3 separate regions of the Mus musculus genome follow, and regions 1 and 3 are each linked to region 2. The links are chromatin contacts, called in public HiChIP or PLAC-seq and promoter capture Hi-C maps. All regions are on one chromosome and are shown on one strand. Each heading gives the region's core, a stretch centred on a gene start, on an enhancer-like site or on the middle of the called end of the contact. The rest is flanking DNA. Distances are from core to core; before and after follow the strand shown. Region 1 overlaps Cwf19l2 (CWF19-like 2, cell cycle control (S. pombe)). Region 2 holds the start of Aasdhppt (aminoadipate-semialdehyde dehydrogenase-phosphopantetheinyl transferase). Region 3 holds the start of Casp4 (caspase 4, apoptosis-related cysteine peptidase).

Region 1 (3,121 bases), core at 178-2,677, 870 kb before region 2:
ATGATTGTTTTTTTCTATCTGTCAGTTCTGATGGCTTTTGATTTTGATAAGGGTTTTCTCTTGATTATGAGTTTTCTCTTAATTACTTTTCTACTTACTTGCATATCTGATATTTGGGTGCTAGATGTTATGATATTTACTTGATGAGTGCTGCATTTTCTCCCCATTGTTTATTGATATGAATCATGGTATGAATTGATCAGTTTCATAAGAACATTTTGAGTCAAATGTGTCATGTATTTATTTTTGTTTTTTGTTCTGAAATGTTGAAAGTCATTTATTACTTAATTTTAACATTTCTGATTTGGGTTCTGAGCAGTATTTTACTGTATGGGGTATTATTTCCTAAGCATTTTACCCAATATTTTCTTACTTATGCAATTATGATTTATGGCTAATGGGACAATTTTTTTGTTTGTTTGTTTTGCGGGGGGGGGATTGTTTGTTTGTTTTTCGAGACAGGGTTTCTCTTTATAGCCCTGGCTGTCCTGGAACTCACTTTGTAGACCAGGCTGGCCTCGAACTCAGAAATCTGCCTGCCTCTGCCTCCCGAGTGCTGGGATTAAAGGCGTGCGCCACCACGCCCGGCTCGGGACAAATTATTGTGTAGACAATATTACCAGAATACCTCAGAACATTTCTTTAATTAACTGTAAATTTGTTTTTCTTTTTATAAGTATTGCCTTGACGAATATTCCAGGGCAGCCCTGAGGGACTCTCTCATCATATGCGTTCTTTTCTTTAGCACTCTGTACCAAGATCTTTGGATTTGTAGGACTGTTACTATTCTTTGCTTTAGACTCCTTCTGGCTCTTGCAAGGTCCCCCCCTCCCCTTGTGTTTTGTAGCTTTGACTCTTAAGTAGGTTATCTGTTGTTGGCTGAAATTTTTTCTTACATGAGGCTTTTTCTGAGATTTGCACATGATCTCAATTTTAAATTATGCCATAGACCAGCCCCAGTCGGCCTCTCTCAATCTGTGGAAAATTAGGGTTCCGGACAGGTGGGCATGGAGTTGGCGATGAAAAGAGTGACAAACAGACATGGACACAGAGAGAGTGTGTATCTGAATGTATTTTCTCAAAGCCAGCACCAGTCTTATAATACAGAAGACAAACAAGAAAGCTAGGCGAATACATTCATCAAGGTACACTGATTCTTAACACAAAACAAAGAAAATGCATACATAAAAAGATAGTGGGAGCCAGGCCTTGTTTACAACTGAGAATAGGAACAACCCTTAATTAAGATCAGCTAAACACAGGAGCCAGGTGAATGCTCTGATACAATGCTAGTCTATTGTTAAACCCACCACCAGAGGTCCTTTAGTAAATACCTGATTATGCTATTCCTCTGGGCCTAGTGAAAAACCTGATCCAGGGGAATTCAGTTCTACTAACCCTTTCATGGGTAATACTACAACCCACCTATTTCCTAGGCCATTGTGTTTTCTTGTGTATGGGAGTGACTCGCCTATTGTCCTAAGTAATTACTATGCAGACTAGCCCTGAGCTTTTCTAGCTCTGTTCTTTGTAATGCCTAATTAGTTTCACTGTCTCTACTAGAAGTAAATTTGAGTGTTACTGAGTAGATAACATTTTTCCTGAATTCCAAGCTCATGGCCGGCTTCAAGGACTTCCTAGGACATTGGAACACTGGCAAAGGCTTAGCTATATATCAAAATCAATCCCTAAAGGCACTTATAATAAAACAATACTGAAAGAGAGCACACGGATCTATACACCAGACTAACATGGGGACAGGTTTTGGGTGTACGTGCTATGGGAATGCCAGGGTTCAAGGAGGCTAAGTTTCCATGAAACACTGCCTCTGGACTGCTTCCAGGTTTCTAAACCTGTCACGCAGACTTCACTGGAGTGGATGTAGCAAAATTACTTTGGTTTTTAATTAATCGTGGGCCAGTTTTATAAGAGAATGCACAATTGTTGCTTTTACTTTTGGACTGCAACTAAATATTCTCAAGATTATAGCTCTAAGATGATCAATAACTTGTCATATGGAATACAGAATTTCTCAAGTTTAGAAAATTGTAGTGTGGTATTAGTGCTTTTGTTTCCTTTTTTTTTTTTTTTTTGTTTTTTTTGAGACAGAGTTTCTCTGTGTAGCCCTGGCTGTCCTGGAACTCAAACTCAGAAATCCACCTGCCTCTGCCTCCCAAATGCTAAGTTTAAAGGTGTGCACCACCACTGCCTGGCTGTTTTATTTCTTTCTTATAGTGTGTATAGATTCCGTTTGTTTATTTCTGCAACAGGGTCTCTAAATATGGCCCAGATTGGCCTCTTCACCATGTAGTTCAAACAGGCTTCTATCTCATGACAGCTGCTAAATTTGGTCTCCTGAGGTGTGTACTACTACACTGGTTGAATATTCAAAAATGCCATTTTTAAATACTAGTATATAATAATATTATTAATATAATATAAAACATTAACATATAATAGCAATATATATAATTTATATATTTATTTTAAAATTATCGGGACTCTTTTCAGTTATTATTGTAACAGTATTATATTGACCATTTTTTGAGTTCTTTTTTTTTTTTTTCATTTTTTGAGTTCTTAACAGAATGTTGAAGTGTAGTTCACCCTAGAATGCTGATTTTAAATTTTTTGTGTTAGAACTGTGACCTACTATTAGTGCTGAATGTTTTGCTGAAGTGAGTTAAGCTAATGCATGAGGTTGCTTTATGACTTATGCTTGTCCCCTGTCCTGTTTCTCCTTCAGTCCAGAGGCAGAGTCCACCTATATCTTAAATGTTGATGAAAAGAACAAGTTGGGGGCCAAGATTATCAAGGCAGAAATGATGGGGAATATGGTAAGACCCCATGTGTTTTCACTTGGAGAAGAGTGTAATGTTTAATTATCACAGATTATTTAGAACAATCAGTCATTTAGTCTGTGGCATGCTTTGAAGATAATTACTGTTTCTTAATTTCTTAAAGAAATTCTTGAGAATTTCTAGAAATACTACTCTTACAGTTCCTCTTACAGAGAAATATATGTGCTGTCTCCCCTTTATTAGATTTCTGAAATCTATGAAAAAAAATGGTATTTTAAAGCACTTTTCTATTTTGGGACATAGTTGTAGGAATTAAAGGT
Region 2 (3,148 bases), core at 434-2,933:
CTCTTCCTCTGTGTTATTGGAACATAATAAGCTTTGAGCCAGTTAAACTATAAAAGGAAACGGTTATAATCAAAATTGATGGGTGTCAAAGGATTAATAAAGTATTAACAAGAGACAGAATCTTCAATATCTGCTTAATACTTTCCTACTATTTAAAACGTCAATTAATAATGACTTCCTTATTCAGTACTGACCACAGTCAACCCCTCACAAAATGGGTTGTAAAATCTGTTTATTTCCAGATAGGCACTAACTGTGCTATCTATCTTTTTTCTAAGTGTCTAATGGCCTCTCCACTAACTTCTAGTTACAGAAAAAGCTCCTATGAAGCTTCCCCAGAGCTACAAACCCATGTGGACTATTCACAAAAATAAGCCTGACTCCTCTACAGTAGCAGTTACTTTAGAACAAGCCTTCAACAATACCATTAAGTCCTTTCATTGGAGCTGTGCTTCAAAAAGGCTTCTTAAAAATTCATGCTGAAGCTTAATTGCCAATACAAGAGCACTGCAAGGCCATAGCGGGTACCACCTTCATTAATAAACTTATTATCCCAGTCCTCAAGGGTTTCCTTGAACTCAGAACAATGAGCTTAAAGAAGCTCATCTTTGTAATTCAGCCTCGCTTATTTTGTAACAAGAAAAAAACAAAAATACTTAGAAAAATGATGATACCTAAAGAAAATGTAGCTAACAATTTAAAGGGGTTAAAAGGTACAGTAATATAGAATCTACTGTCTCTATAGATAAAAGTTAAAGGAAATGCATCCTTTTTGGTTAAATGTTTTATCAGTAAATTAAGTACTGCCAGTAAACTTACAACTGCCTAATAGTTAAGATCTGAGACATAAAACACTTAATATGTCATAAAAGTGAACCATCACCTGGAAAACTAGTCTTCATGATATCAATGCCAACCTGTACCTCAGGTTCTGCAGCAAGAACTGCATAGTCCCCTTGGTGAGAGATGTTAAAGTTGAAATTGGGATATGGATTCAACGAGTCTTTCGCAAGAACCGGCTTTCCCTTTGAAGTTCTCTGCAGACGGATATGATCCCAAGGGATATTCAATTTCTCTGCAACTAATTTCCTTATCATCAAACGACCAGCCTGTTCAGACATAAAACACACGGTGTGTATTGCTATCTACTAATCGCATAAGTACACTGCTTAGAAAGTATATTTATGGCTTCTAAGTTTCAAAGTATAAACACATTCATTAGTAAACAGACGATTACTCCATAGGCCCCGCCTCCAATTTTAGGGTAAGGGTCTCCACAGGCAACCTCACAAGGGAAGACTAGATGTGAGTGACCCAGGCCTCCGGGATACGAAGGCTGAAGACGGTCGCACGCACTCCGGAGGCTCCGAGACCGCAACGCCACGAGCGCACGTGGGAGTCCGCAGCCCGGCCCGCCTCCCAAAAGTCGCAGGCCTCAAGTACCAAGGCTGCCTTGGCGTCGCGGGCAAACACGAACTTGCCGATGCGCTCCTTCTCCTCCGGCTGGATAGACCGCATCGCCAGAAGCCATTCGGCTCGACTTGGCAGCCAGGTACCGCAGGAGAATGCCCAACGAACGCCCTCCATGGATGGCACCACGCACAGCCTCTTAGCGGGGAACACCATACGACCGGCTCGGTCCGCTGATCCTCAAGCCAGGTAGAGCAGACGCTGACGTAGCCACGCCCCGTCGCTCCGGAGTCTGCGCAAAGGGGCAGCACCTCGCAACAGACGTTACCAGGCTCCACCCCTTTTCAGGCGTCTGTGCGAAGTAGCTGGACGCCCGGCTTAGAAGTTTCACAGACCCCCCCACCCCCACCTTTAGTTCAGGGTTGAGCGTGGGGGCGTGGCCTGACGCAGCTTCGCCCCCAACCTGTACGTCTCCTACGGAAGCCGGCAGGGCGGTTTGGGGCGGAGATTCAGAGTCAACCCAGAGCTCTGCGGCACGGCGTGACGTCTTGTGAGCTTAGCTCGCTCTCCTCGGAAAGGGCGGGACCAGAGTTTCTCAGAACCGTTTTAGCTGCTCACTCTGGAGAAAGAGCTAACGAGACAGTCGCACAAGCCAATCGCAGCCGGAGTTTACAGGCTGGGCCTGGGTGGAGACTTCACCGACTGCAGTTGCAGGTGGGTGAGCTGTGCGGTTTGAGGGAGGAGTGGGCTTGGACCGGCTTGGACCGGCTTGAATCTGGCTGTTGGAGGCAAGGCTCCTACTACTCTCGGTTGTGGTGCATCTCGTGAGCGCTCCGGAAAGGAAAGGTCCGCAGCGAGGAGCCTTCTGCACAGGGAGTTCTATATGGCAGCCGGCAGGGAGGTGACCCTTCCCTTCGTTTGCCAATGGGCCCTCCGCAGACCTCCCTGTCTACCCCGGGCCAACCGAGAACAGAATCGGTGGTGCAAGCCCTCTAAGCTTTGCTGTGCCCCTCAAGGGTTCTGCGCACCTTGATGCCTCATGCTGTTCTTCCTGCCGTCACACCAGTGCATTTCTGTTTCCTTGGTTGCTTGTGTAGATGGATGTCGGTGCTCTTCTGTGAACATCCATTTGAACAAAGTCGAGGACGAGTTAGGGTCCATGGAAAAGTTGGTCTCTGCAGATGAATGTGGATTTCGTGGATGATGGTAGATAGGTGTCATGCTGATTCAACCTTTCTAAGGTGGCCAGAAAGTATCTGGGAAAGCTAGCAATAATCTAATCTACACAACCACTGTCCATTAGTTCTGTATTCCTAGAGATGGGTATAGTCTGATCTGTACTTATTCCCATTAACATTTTTTGTGATATTACACACCCCTCGAGTCTTCTGCAGCTACATGGCAGTTTGAGTCACTCACACACAGACATTGCTATCTTGATATAACCCCTTATCTGTTAAAAGAGTGAGTGAGGTGCTATTTAAGATGTGAATATTGCAAAGACCTCATAATGTGACAAGGTATCTGAAGCACACAGAAAAAGCTACAGTAAGCAATGTGGGGATGAATAAAGACAGCAAGCACTAATACCCTTATCAGTAATTATAATAATTCAAGTTCTGTTTTTCATCCTATGTAGCTAAGAATCCTGTTATAGTGTCTTTCCCCGTGTTTTTGATGATAGTGTGGTGACGTGGGCCAGAGCAGTTCAAGTAGGACAAAAGAGGAACATGACTAG
Region 3 (3,357 bases), core at 649-3,148, 1.0 Mb after region 2:
GGGACTGCTTGTTTTCTTAATATTCTCAGATTTTGTGGTTGGTCCTATCTCAGGTTGGCTGCTATGAGACAAAATTTTAAGAGGCTCTATATGTCTATATTTTATCTTAGTAAGATAAACACTTACACATGCCTTGGGCTCTTCTCTGTTGTGAGTGTATATACCAGCATTACAGTGTTGTGCACTGATCTCAGAAGAATGCTTATGTTTTTGTAATTTCTCTTTCTCATAGGAATCCAGTTCATTCTTATGTACCTATGCTGAGAATCGTGCCAATAAGAAGCCAATACTTCCTTAGATGATGCAATAAATATTAAAATAAAACAAAACAGAAAGGCTATCCTGTTTGTTGTTTCTGTTGCGACCTTATTTTCCTTTATTTGACTTGACTTTCAGACAGAACACAAGAAGAGTAACTCATGTCTTTATTATTGTATTTATTTGTAAAAATTTTACACATGTGTAAAATGCATTCTGATTACTATAACCTCACACACTCTGTAGTACTCTTCTATTCCTACAATTATTCTCCTCTGTACAATTCCTATTCAAACACCTATATCTTTTTTTGTTTGTTTGTTTTTGAGACCCACTGAGTTTAACCAGAATTCACAGTGTAACCATGGAGTGTCCACTGGAGCCTGGTATACACCAAAGACTGTCTCTCTCCCAGAATCCCTCAGTAGCCAGAGCATCAGCAGAGTTCTTAGACTTGGTTCTTAAATGCAGAACTGGCTGAGTGCCATTATTTCTTTTATAATATCATTTGCTTGTCTTTTCCTACAGTCATATAGACACCACAGGTTTCTGAATTCCAAGAATTTAGTGCTCAGAAGAAGAAACATATAAAATATAACTGGGACCATTATAGCCAAAATAATAAATGGAATCTCAAAATGGAGTGTTTACTTATTACTCTGGAAGCCTGGACCAGAACAAAGCAATTTTTATGTGCTATTATCCTTCATGGATTAAAAAATTCATGGATCAAAGAATATTGACTTAGCCCATGAACCTTAAAATTTCACATTCTGATTGAGACTATAAAACAGTCAGTGCCACCAACAACCAGGGAACAATTACCAGATAAGTATGACACTGAGGAGATGGGCGATAGTGGCATTACTTTATCCATTCTCTCAGCAGTATTTGTTAACTGTAGGAGGAGCTGAAGAAGGACACTTTCACAAGAGCCTTTCTAATCCTTCCTATTTAATCCAACGTTCCCCAAAGACTCAAAGTTGAACACACCACAGCATTTGTCTTTTCCCCTTTCTCTAACCATTCCCCTGACATACCTCTCTCCTCAGATCATGTGATCATGCATTCATTATATTGCACCGTGCAAGTGCCCCTATTTGTTCAAGAGGCTACGAACAGGTAGTAGTAATCATCACTCTCAGTAAAAATTTGTCTTGCACAATTAATGAAATGCACCCAGGGTGGACAAAAGGATTGCTCTGAACTATGTCTAATAAAAACGAAGTCTGTAGAAATATGTATAGAAAGGCTGTAGTACCTTGAATTAGGAAACAATTGCTTAATTTTCCAGTAGAAATGAATATGTTAAATTTCATTGACTTAGAACTGATGTTTTAGAAAGCAGAGGTTGAGTTACTGAGAAGCCAGACTAGAATATAAGCAGCACTGTGTCTTACTGGAGCCCTGAAGAATAGAGAAAATGCAAAGGTAAACAACTTCAATTTTTTTTTTTTCTATTTTTGCAGCCGCTTTAGTTGTGTTTGTTTGTTCCCATGACGAAGTGATAAAATTCAGGAAAAGGGAGGCCAGTTTTATGAGTTACAGGGGATTTCCCCACAGCAGTTGATACTTTCTGAGCAGCTCTTTCAACATCTCCTGGAAGTCCCCGCCTCCCTATGCTAAGGAAATGCCCAGTAACTTTCATTTTACTCTGTCAAGCTGTCTTCACGGTGCGAAAGAACTGAGGCTTTTTCTCATGGCTGGTGAGTCTGGGGGCTCTTCCTGAATAGGGGCTTTGACTTGAGTCCTAGAATTTAGACTTTGCGAAAGCAGAGAATTAAAAAAAAAAAATAGTGGTGACAGAGCAGAGCAGTGGCATAAAAGCCTGATTACTGTACTGCCGGAAAGGACTGTTTATTGGGAGTGTGGACATGCTGAGATATATGTAGCTTTGAGCCACAAAGAACTTCATCTCTCAGTTTCCTTTTTGGAAATCAAAGAGGAGGGTAAAGCCAGAATAACACATTAAAACAACTCTAGAAGTCTGTATGAGCTCTAGGACTCTAGAAGTCTGTAATGAGCTCTAGAACTCTAGAAGTCTGTATGAGCTCTAGGACTCTAGAAGTCTGTAATGAGCTCTAGGACTCTAGAAGTCTGTAATGAGCTCTAGGACTCTAGAAGTCTGTAATGAGCTCTAGAACTCTAGAAGTCTGTAATGAGCTCTAGGACTCTAGAAGTCTGTAATGAGCTCTAGGACTCTAGAAGTCTGTAATGAGCTCTAGGACTGTTACATTTTTCTGAGATGCTGATTGGCACATATTTGAAGTCACCACCTATTTCCCAAGCATAGAGTTACTCTCTTCTTCCATTTTAAATGATTCCATTTTTCTTGCTAGATCTCTGCGTCTGCTAAAATCACCACTGTTGTAACTCATTCATGGACTCCTGTCACAATGTTTTGACTCATGTCTTCCTTTCCAGGTCTTAGCCTTCTGTTCTATCCTTAACATTCCTTTCAAATCATATACCCTTCTTACACTCAGAAGCTGAAAAGGCACAGGACTGAGAAATCACTTGGTATTTTGGTAGCAAGTGTTCAAATGCATCTTATAATATTTTTAGCTTTATTCTTAAAATGTGTACGTGAGGATGAACAAAAAAGTTGTATTTGTCAGCTTAGGTCCAATGTCCTTTGGGCAGAGTAAACTTGTTCTCACATGCAAGACACCGACTTTACCTTATCTCTCTGCAAAAGTCTTTTAAAAACGACAAGCGTCTGATCATTGCCTTTTCTGCTGCTGTTGCCCACATTTGACCAAAGTAACCTGTTTCTAACACCCAGCCCCTCCACCTTGCTGTCTATACCAGATACTTTCAAGAAACTTTCAACCTTGCCAGAACAGATACTAGCTCTACACACTATCTTCTCTGGGACACTGTCTTTTAATGGATGAAAGTTTTAAAACATGATGTTTTCTTGAACATACATCAGTCATTTAAATGATTATAGTGTCTTGTACTTTGTTTGTTTGAATAACTATTTTTACCTCTGCCCTATATACTTTAGTGTACAGAGATTGATGTTCAAAATGATATTCCCAAAACTAAAAAATTAGAATTTAAAATGAGATGTTTAATAAAAATTGCTGACTCAGG

What was found. HiChIP or PLAC-seq counts read pairs in DNA pulled down with a chosen protein or histone mark. Capture Hi-C pulls out chosen DNA fragments and counts their contacts.
Region 1: a contact with region 2 is called in an H3K27ac HiChIP or PLAC-seq map of embryonic stem cells, with 6 times the contacts expected there. The contact joins the enhancer-like site here to the promoter of Aasdhppt in region 2. A contact is called at or near these places in 11 of 39 promoter capture datasets (the 3T3-L1 cell line, the C10 cell line, the HPC-7 cell line and 5 more), 1 of 484 Hi-C or Micro-C datasets (embryonic stem cells), 11 of 115 datasets of contacts at active chromatin or transcription factors (the 230-238 cell line, bone marrow-derived dendritic cells, embryonic fibroblasts and 4 more) and 1 of 9 other capture datasets (liver).
Region 3: a promoter capture Hi-C map of adipose tissue shows a contact between it and region 2, with 2.0 times the contacts expected there. The contact joins the promoter of Casp4 here to the promoter of Aasdhppt in region 2. A contact is called at or near these places in 3 of 39 promoter capture datasets (the 3T3-L1 cell line, hematopoietic stem and progenitor cells and pre-B cells) and 2 of 9 other capture datasets (adipose tissue and liver).

The regions. Positions count from the first base shown.
Region 1 is chr9:3,438,309-3,441,429 of GRCm38.p6, forward strand. Cwf19l2 (CWF19-like 2, cell cycle control (S. pombe)) reads left to right here. Exons shown (of 18, transcript NM_027545.2): 9 at 2,747-2,837. Among named protein-coding and RNA genes, the nearest start is that of Cwf19l2, 36 kb to the left of the region's middle. Within about 2 kb of position 1,428, at least 12 of the 459 cell types and tissues checked have an H3K27ac peak or open chromatin away from gene starts, as enhancers often do. A contact at or near this core is called in embryonic stem cells and stem cell-derived epiblast-like cells, where this site is marked.
Region 2 is chr9:4,307,811-4,310,958 of GRCm38.p6, forward strand. Aasdhppt (aminoadipate-semialdehyde dehydrogenase-phosphopantetheinyl transferase) reads right to left here and starts at 1,684. Exons shown (of 6, transcript NM_026276.3): 1 at 1,444-1,684; 2 at 884-1,109. The coding sequence starts at 1,626. It overlaps Kbtbd3 (kelch repeat and BTB (POZ) domain containing 3), which reads left to right and starts at 1,933. Exons shown (of 3, transcript NM_001164574.1): 1 at 1,933-2,124.
Region 3 is chr9:5,306,951-5,310,307 of GRCm38.p6, forward strand. It overlaps Casp4 (caspase 4, apoptosis-related cysteine peptidase), which reads left to right and starts at 1,899. Exons shown (of 9, transcript NM_007609.3): 1 at 1,899-1,964. The coding sequence starts at 1,958. It overlaps Casp1 (caspase 1), which reads left to right. Exons shown (of 10, transcript NM_009807.2): 10 at 233-331.